Regions from separate parts of the Pan troglodytes genome. Here region 2 is linked to region 1. Evidence: chromatin contacts called from public Hi-C data. All regions are on one chromosome and are shown on one strand. Each heading gives the region's core, a stretch centred on a gene start, on an enhancer-like site or on the middle of the called end of the contact. The rest is flanking DNA. Distances are from core to core; before and after follow the strand shown.

Evidence for each region. A called contact is a pair of places that touch in the nucleus more often than the background predicts.
Region 2: a Hi-C map of stem cell-derived neural progenitor cells shows a contact between it and region 1, with 1.5 times the contacts expected there. The contact joins the enhancer-like site here to the promoter of MSN in region 1. A contact is called at or near these places in 2 of 7 Hi-C or Micro-C datasets (blood and stem cell-derived neural progenitor cells).

The regions. Positions count from the first base shown.
Region 1 is chrX:63,315,793-63,319,476 of NHGRI_mPanTro3-v2.0_pri, forward strand. MSN (moesin) reads left to right here and starts at 2,133. Exons shown (of 13, transcript XM_016943122.3): 1 at 2,133-2,427. The coding sequence starts at 2,416.
Region 2 is chrX:63,354,651-63,358,334 of NHGRI_mPanTro3-v2.0_pri, forward strand. All of the region lies in intron 1 of MSN (moesin), which reads left to right. Among named protein-coding and RNA genes, the nearest start is that of MSN, 39 kb to the left of the region's middle. Within about 2 kb of position 1,936, at least 7 of the 24 cell types and tissues checked have an H3K27ac peak or open chromatin away from gene starts, as enhancers often do. A contact at or near this core is called in stem cell-derived neural progenitor cells, where this site is marked.

The DNA of each region.
Region 1 (3,684 bases), core at 883-3,382:
TGCTCTTTGAACAAATGCTTAGCTCAAGGAAATGATCTTGGCAGGGAACTTTGTTTGCCCTAGCACAGATCAATGAATCTTGTTAGCAGTGAGAGAAACCGAGGCACACTGAATCGTGGACACTGTTGGTCTGGGAAGGCAAAGGAAGAGGATGGAATCAGACTACTGGTTCCTGAGTGCAAATGCAAGACCAGCCCATATGCAATCCTGTTAGGCTCATCTATTGTCCTAGGGAGTATACTTCCTTTCTCATCCCTTTATAATGTCAGAGTGGGAAAGGACCTTGGAAGCCCCGGAGTCCAGTCCTTTCTTGCTACAGAAATGGAAACTGAAGCCCAGAGAGGGGGAGGGAATTACCCAAGGCCACATAGTGGTCACAGGATGAGTTAATGGCAGAGCTATATGTAGAAGCCAGGTGTCCTGACCTCTCAAGTATCCTTTCCATTGTCTCAAACTGGCTTACCATCTGTGGTGCCTTACCTCACAAAGGATACTCAGACCATGCCTTCAGATGGTTGCCAGTGGAGAGGAGGAAAAAAGGACTATGGCCAGCCACTTTCAAACTAAAACTCGGACTTATTTTATTTTACTTTTTCTGGAGACGGAGTCTTGTGCTATTGCCCAGGCTGGAGTGCAGTGGCCCAATCTGGGCTCAGTGCAGCCTCTGCCTCCCGGAAGCGATTCTCCTGCCTCATCCTCCCGAGTGCCTGGAACTACAGGCACGTGCCATCACACCCGGCTAATTTTTTTGTTTTTTTTTTTCGTATTTTTAATAGAGATGGGGTTTCGCCATGTTGAGCAGGCTGGTCTCAAACTCTTGACCTCTAGTGATCTGCAGGTCTTGGCCTCCCAAAGTGGTGGGATTACAGGTGTAAGCCACTGCACATGGTCTCACTTACTATTATTATTATTATTTTTGAGACAGAGTTTCACTCTGTTGCCCTGGCTGGAGTGCACTGGCTCAGTCATGACTCACTGTAACCTCCGCCTCCCGGGTTCAAGCGATTCTCCCTCCTCAGCCTCCCGAGTAGCTCGGATTACAGGCACGTGCCCGGCTAATTTTTGTAATTTTAGTAGAGATGGGGTTTCACCATGTTGGCCAGGCTGGTCTTGAACTCCTGACCTCAGATGATCAGCCCGCCTCAGCCTCCCAAAGTGCTGGGATTACAGGAGTGAGCCACTATGCCCGGCCCTCACTTATTTTTTTTATATAGATATGGGAGGGGGTCTTGATATGCTCCCCAGGCTGGTCTCGAATTCCTGGGCTCAAGCAATCCTCCTGCATCAGCCTCTCAAAGTGTTAAGATTACAGTCATGAGCCACCACACTCAGCCTAAAACTCAGACTTGACCAGACGACTTCAACAGTCTAGAACACTGCCATCCTGGGATTCTGTGACCTTGACAAGAAGGAGAAAGGGAGCTGGCAGACAAACCCCAAGGGTGTGGACTAGGGAGGTCACATCTAACCTGAGGGAATTATAGCCAGCCCCATCAGGACATCAGAAAGTGAATGTACTGGGAGAGGGGCTAAAGGATCAGGTCACTGATTTGAGGAAGGTGAAGACTGGGATTTAGATGAAGGAAAGATAAATGAGGACTGAGCAAGGATGGGTAGGAAATATGATGGGGAGAGTCCTACGGAAGAGAATGGATGAAGTGTTTTAAGAGGTGAGGCAGTTTAGCCAAAAGAAGAGAAGTTTCCTGTGGACCTGAGATCTTCAGGCCTTTGAGGAGCTGTTAGGGACAACAGGGGATCTGTGTGGCCTCAGGGAGCAGAACTGAGATCCATGGATGGAAGCCATAGAGAAAAGGAGTTCAGACACGGCAAGAACTTTCTAAGAGCCAGAGCTGTCTAGAGAAGGAAAAGATAGGTAGTGAGCTCCCCATCAGTGGAAAGTTGCAGTCAGGGGCTGAGTAAGCATCTGTCAGGGCCCAGGGTCTGGGCCCTGAGTGGGGGTGGGGCTGGAAGGCCAGGACGTGGAAGGCTAGGGGCTGTGACCGGGGTGGGAGAGGAGCCGGGTGGGTCTGGGTGGGGAGCGGTAGCTACCCTAGGTCCGCCCGGGCCCAGCCGGGCCCCCCACGTGGCCGCTGTGGCCTGGCTGCGCCGGGCCTGGCCAGGCGGGGCTGGGCGGGGCAAGGCCAGCGGTCGGCGGGGAGGCGGGCGCGAGGGCGGGGAGCGGCGCGGAAGCCGGGCCACATAAAGGAGCGGGCGGCGCGACAGGGGCGGCTCTTTCCTGGGTGGGGTTTGTGAAGTCGTGGCCCGTTAGCAGGAAGCCTAACAGTCGCCCCGACGCTAGTGAGGGACCCAATCTGAGTCCCCGGCCAGCCGAATCCAAGCCGTGTGTACTGCGTGCTCAGCACTGCCCGACAGTCCTAGCTAAACTTCGCCAACTCCGCTGCCTTTGCCGCCACCATGCCCAAAACGGTGAGTGCCGGGGGTGGGCGCTGTCGACCCCAATGGCTCTGGCTGAGCCTCATAGCCCTTTGCTGATGGCTGAGGGCTTGGCCAGCCACCGGCCCGCCTGGGACGCCGCGCCCTCCGCCATAGCCAAGGGTAGGGAGGGGACCGGAGTGGGATCCTGGTCTGGTGCACCCTCAGGGGTTGAGGGGGTGTCCAGGCTGGAAGTTTGGACGGGGCGAGGCCTGCCTCTTTCTCAGGTTCCAGTTCCCTGTGTCTGAGATGCAACAGTCAGGACGGCTTCGTTGGGGCCTGGGGTTTCCCCTTTTCCCTGATGGGCCATGGGCACAGAGGAGAGGATTCTGGTCCAGAAGACAACACTTTCCCCAACCCAGGAATTGGCACCTTTCTGGGGCAAGGCTGCCAATGTCCAAGAGGGGACATGGGAACAGAGAAGCAGGGAGAAAGGAGGGAGCCGCTCGGGGCGGATCCGGCACCCCCACTCATCTTTCCCACAGCCTCACCGGGTGGCTCCAGCTGTTTTCCACTAGGAGGTGAGGAGAGAGATGTGAGGAAATCGTCATCGAGGCTGCACCCGAGAGCACCAACACTTATTTAGGCACCAGTCTGAGGAGAGGCCTACCCCATCTCCTGGGAGAGAGGACCGGTTTCTCCCTCCTCTCCACCTCCAAATCCCTGCCCCTCCTATTGCTTAATGCCTCTCTATCTCCTCCTATCCCCTCCGGACTATTTTGTGTGGTGTGGGTTCTCTCGTGGGGCCACACCTTTCTAGAGTGGTGGTTGATTTGGGGATGCGTCTCCACCCCACTGGCTGTTATGAGAGGAACAGAAGCCTCCTGGGAGTGGGGATAGGGGGGCCGGATGCCCAGGAGGGAGAGGGGAGGAGGGGTGTGCCTGACTAATGAGCTCTGCTTGCTTTTGTGCAAGTCATGCCAAATGGCTGCTGAGGCCCTTCCCTTGCTCAGAAAGGCCTGGTGACCACCCTGGCTTGAGTCCCTTAGGCCAAACAGCTTGTTGAGCTGGCCTAGGCAATGCAGTGCTCCCAAACATGTCTCCCCAGGACTGCTTGAGCCTTGTAGAGGTGAGATAGTGACTAGTAGCTTTGAAAAGGGCTGAAGGCCCCTGGGATGAGAGGAGGCGAGTTGGGGGCCCAGCCTTTTGGGTTTGTGATGAGCTTTGGTTGCCACGTTACTGTATACCAGCCTCACTGCCAAGTCGTTCTTGCCTTTCCAGAACCTTGTCCTTCAGAAACACCAAGTTTTC
Region 2 (3,684 bases), core at 686-3,185, 39 kb after region 1:
TCATGGGAGTTGAAGGAATCTGTTGTTCTTGGCTGCCTGGATATGAACCCATTACTCAAATTCCCTTCCTCTTTCTCTGCTCTGTGCCCTCCTCAATCCCCAGCTTGAGTCTTGGCTATGCCTATTACTGGGGGCCTTCCCAACCAGTTGCTATTCAAGTTTTTCCAAAGGAAACAGTTCTGGAAACAGGGCTTTCTGAGTTCTCCTTCCATGGTGTTATAAAATATTTAGTCTCCCTAGAATGGGTGGTGGTGATTGTCTCAGATCCTGAAAGTTAGGCCTGCCCTCTGTTGAAAGCTAAACTTCCAAGCAGTGCCAGCTTGGAGTTTTTCACGGAAACAAATTGATCCAGCCTCCTCCACATAGTTTTTTTTTTAGATCAATAATAGTATGCTTGAAGTATCTACTGTTTTCTAAATGTCAGGCTGGCACTATGGCTTACTAAATAGGCTAGTGGATCAAAAGCCAGGTTTTTTTTTTTTTTTTTTTGAGACGGAGTCTTGCTTCGTCACCCAGGCTGGAGTGCAGTGGCGCGATCTTGGCTCACTGCAATCTCCGCTTCCCGGGTTCAAGCAATTTTCCTGTCTCAGCCGCCCTAGTAGCTGGGACAACAGGCACACAACACCATGCCTGGCTAATTTTTTGTATTTTTAGTAGAAACAGGATGTCACCATATTGGTCAGGCTGGTCTCGAACTCCTGACCTCAGGTGATCCACCCACCTTGGCCTCCCAAAGTGCTGGGATTACAAGTGTGAGCCACCGCGCCCAGCCTCAAAAGCCAGGTTTTTAGCCCCTCCTCCCACACTGCCTAGCAGCTATGTGGCTCTGGGTCAGTGCCTACCTTTCTTTGGACCTCAGTTTCCCCAGCTGTATGTTGCAAGGTTCGAATCGAGTGATCTCTGAGGTCTTTTTCAGGTCTGACAGTTTGGGATTCTGGACTGTTTATTTTCTTAGAGGACAAGTTTAAGTTCAGAAGGGAGAAGCCATATGAGATTCTAGGATGCATGGGTTGAAATAATGAGAAAATGTAAAAAGAGGAATGGCCATGCTAAGGAGCTGGTGTGTCAGCCCATGTGCCTAAGAAGGAGAGATGAGTTGGGGCTGGAGAGTATTTGCCCTGGGGGTATGGTTTGGCTAAGGTGATTTTGAAAGTAAGAACTGAAGTTAGGTTCAGACACTAAGGAGATGGTTTTCTTCCAGACTTTCACGTGTGGAGAGAAAAACAAGAGGGCTTTACCTGGGCCTGAGGTTGAACAAAAGGCCATGCAATTACGGCTGGATTAACGAAGAAACTAACTTGCTAAAGTGACATCACTGTTTCTGATTTTTTTCTTTCAATTTTCACCTCTGACCTGAACTCTGCTCCCACAGGGACAAGGTGGTTATATTTCCATTGCTAACCCTCACACATATGGTAATTGGAGGAGTAACTCTCAGTTTCCAGTGTGCCCTTGTCTTCCAGTTGAAATGCTTCTTGAGGAGCTTTGGATGACAGGGCTGGGTCAAAACAAATGAAAGGGGACCCTTGTCTCTGACGCCCTCTGGAGCAGTTGGAGTGGTTGAAGAAATACTGCTAACCCATTAAGGTGTGAGTGAGGTTGGGTGTTGTTCTCCTTTCTAGAAGCTACTGGGAAAAGGCACAGGCATAGGAAAGGTTAACCCCAGTCAGGTTTTATGGGCTGTATTGAGAGTCTGGAAGAGGTCCTAGCAGATAACTGTACCAGTTACCACTTCCAAGTCAACAGGGAAGAGGCTGACTTGCTGGGAAGTGAGTGAGTCAGTGAAGGAAGAGGAGGAGGAGCAGAATGGCCCCTAGGCTAAAGATTCAAAGCAAACCTTGTTTTCCCTCTTATGGAAAAGAGCTAGTTGAGACAGTGCTGTCATCCAGAGAGGCAAAACAGACCAGGACCTGCCCTGCCCTGCCTTGGCCCCACTCTTAGTAGCAGGAAATGGTGGGAACTGGAGCCTAAACAATGGAGTTTAGCTTCCGACCTGATGAAGGCAGTGTGAGTGACGCTGTGATGACTATTCTCTGGCCAAGGAAGATACTAGAACTCTGGGATTGCGTTGGTAGGGCACATCCTTCTTCTGGCTCCCCTGCCCCACTTATACTTGCCTTCTTCTCTACACCAGCAGCCCCACTGAAAGCCCAGCGGGGGTGGCCCCTTGGGGAGGTGGCAGGTGGAAATGAGGTCATTGAGCTCAGACCCAACTGGGCTGACTCACAACCTCTGCCCCAGTGAGACAAGGGGACCTTCCCAAGCAGTGCTTCCCAGATGTGCCCAGGCTTCCTATGCCAGAATGTTTGAGTCTTAGCCAAAATAGTTGCCAAGCCAGTGTCTGAAGACAACATGACAGGAGAGGTGGGTGGAGTTGTGGAAGGAGCTCCAGGAATGTCCAGAAGACCCGCCCCCACTACTTGTTGGCTGAGTAAATGTGACCTCAGTGATGTTAAGTGAGACTGTGTGTGATGAGGCCGACACATTGTTGGCATTCAGTAAGTGTTCATTTCCATCCTTCTGTCACCTGCCTCTATGCACTTCAGTTTTCTCATCTATGAAGTGGGGATGGTAATGTTCATCCCCTCAGCTCGGAGGTCCATGCTCCAGGCAAGTTACTTGTAATTATTTGACTTACTCTCTGCTTTTCTCTCTGACTCTTCCAAACTTCTCTCCAGGAAAGAGCCATCTTATAGTTCAGTGACATGGGGTAGGTGAGGGGAAACCATTGCTAATCCCTTTTGCTGTAGCTGGGCTACCGCTCACCTGGGTGCTTCTGATGATAGGCAAAGAGAGAGTTGCTTATGTGAAACTGGCAGGCCCAGACACCAAAGTACCTCAGCTGCTGGTGCCAAGACAGAGGTAGCATCTGGCCTGGTTACTTTTGTGTCTCAGCCCAGCTAACTGGAGACATGAGAGAGAACCCAGTTTGTTGAAGGCTTTGGACAGTGTACCACCGAGATGAGTTTGTTTGTGCTTAGTGAAGTGCTTGGTGTGGGAAGCGTCTATGTTGAATTGCTCAGTAAATAACAGTGGGCTTATTGTTCTTGGGCAACGGGTGGGAGGGCCAGTGCATGTGAGAGGATGACACTCCCCCTTCCCCAAACACACATGCAGACATTTTGTTATTGTTCCTTCAAACCTTAATGTTCTTCTGAGACACAGTCTTTAACCTCATGCTGTGCCTAGATCCTCAGGGCCTGGCTTAGGCAGGGATCTAGGCATATAAACAGTTCTCTTCTGGGGACTACATCTTGAAATGCTACCCCATCCGGGTCAGCTCCTGTATTCCTGTCAAACTGAAGGACTGGAAGGACTGGCTGGGAATTTTCTGCCAACTTTGGAAACTTCATTTTTAGGTTCTTTCCTCCCAAACAAGACCACTGTCTTCTCTTTAGGGAGAGAGCAGCGTCTAGGCCCGAAAAGAAGACCATGGGTGCCCACTAAGGGTGAGCATCCAGTGGGCCCTCTGTGGCAGTGGGTCTGGGCCTGCAGCCCATCTTGCACTCTTGAATCCCTGATTAATCTAAGAGAGAACAAAGGGACCTTCTTTGATCAGGACTTCTATCCTATCTATCACTTTCAGGCCCCAGCTGTTACTACCCTTACTCCCTGCTACCTCTGACACGTACACAGAAAACAGGAGAGCATAGACCAATGGCCTTGTCCTCATGACTTAGTTTT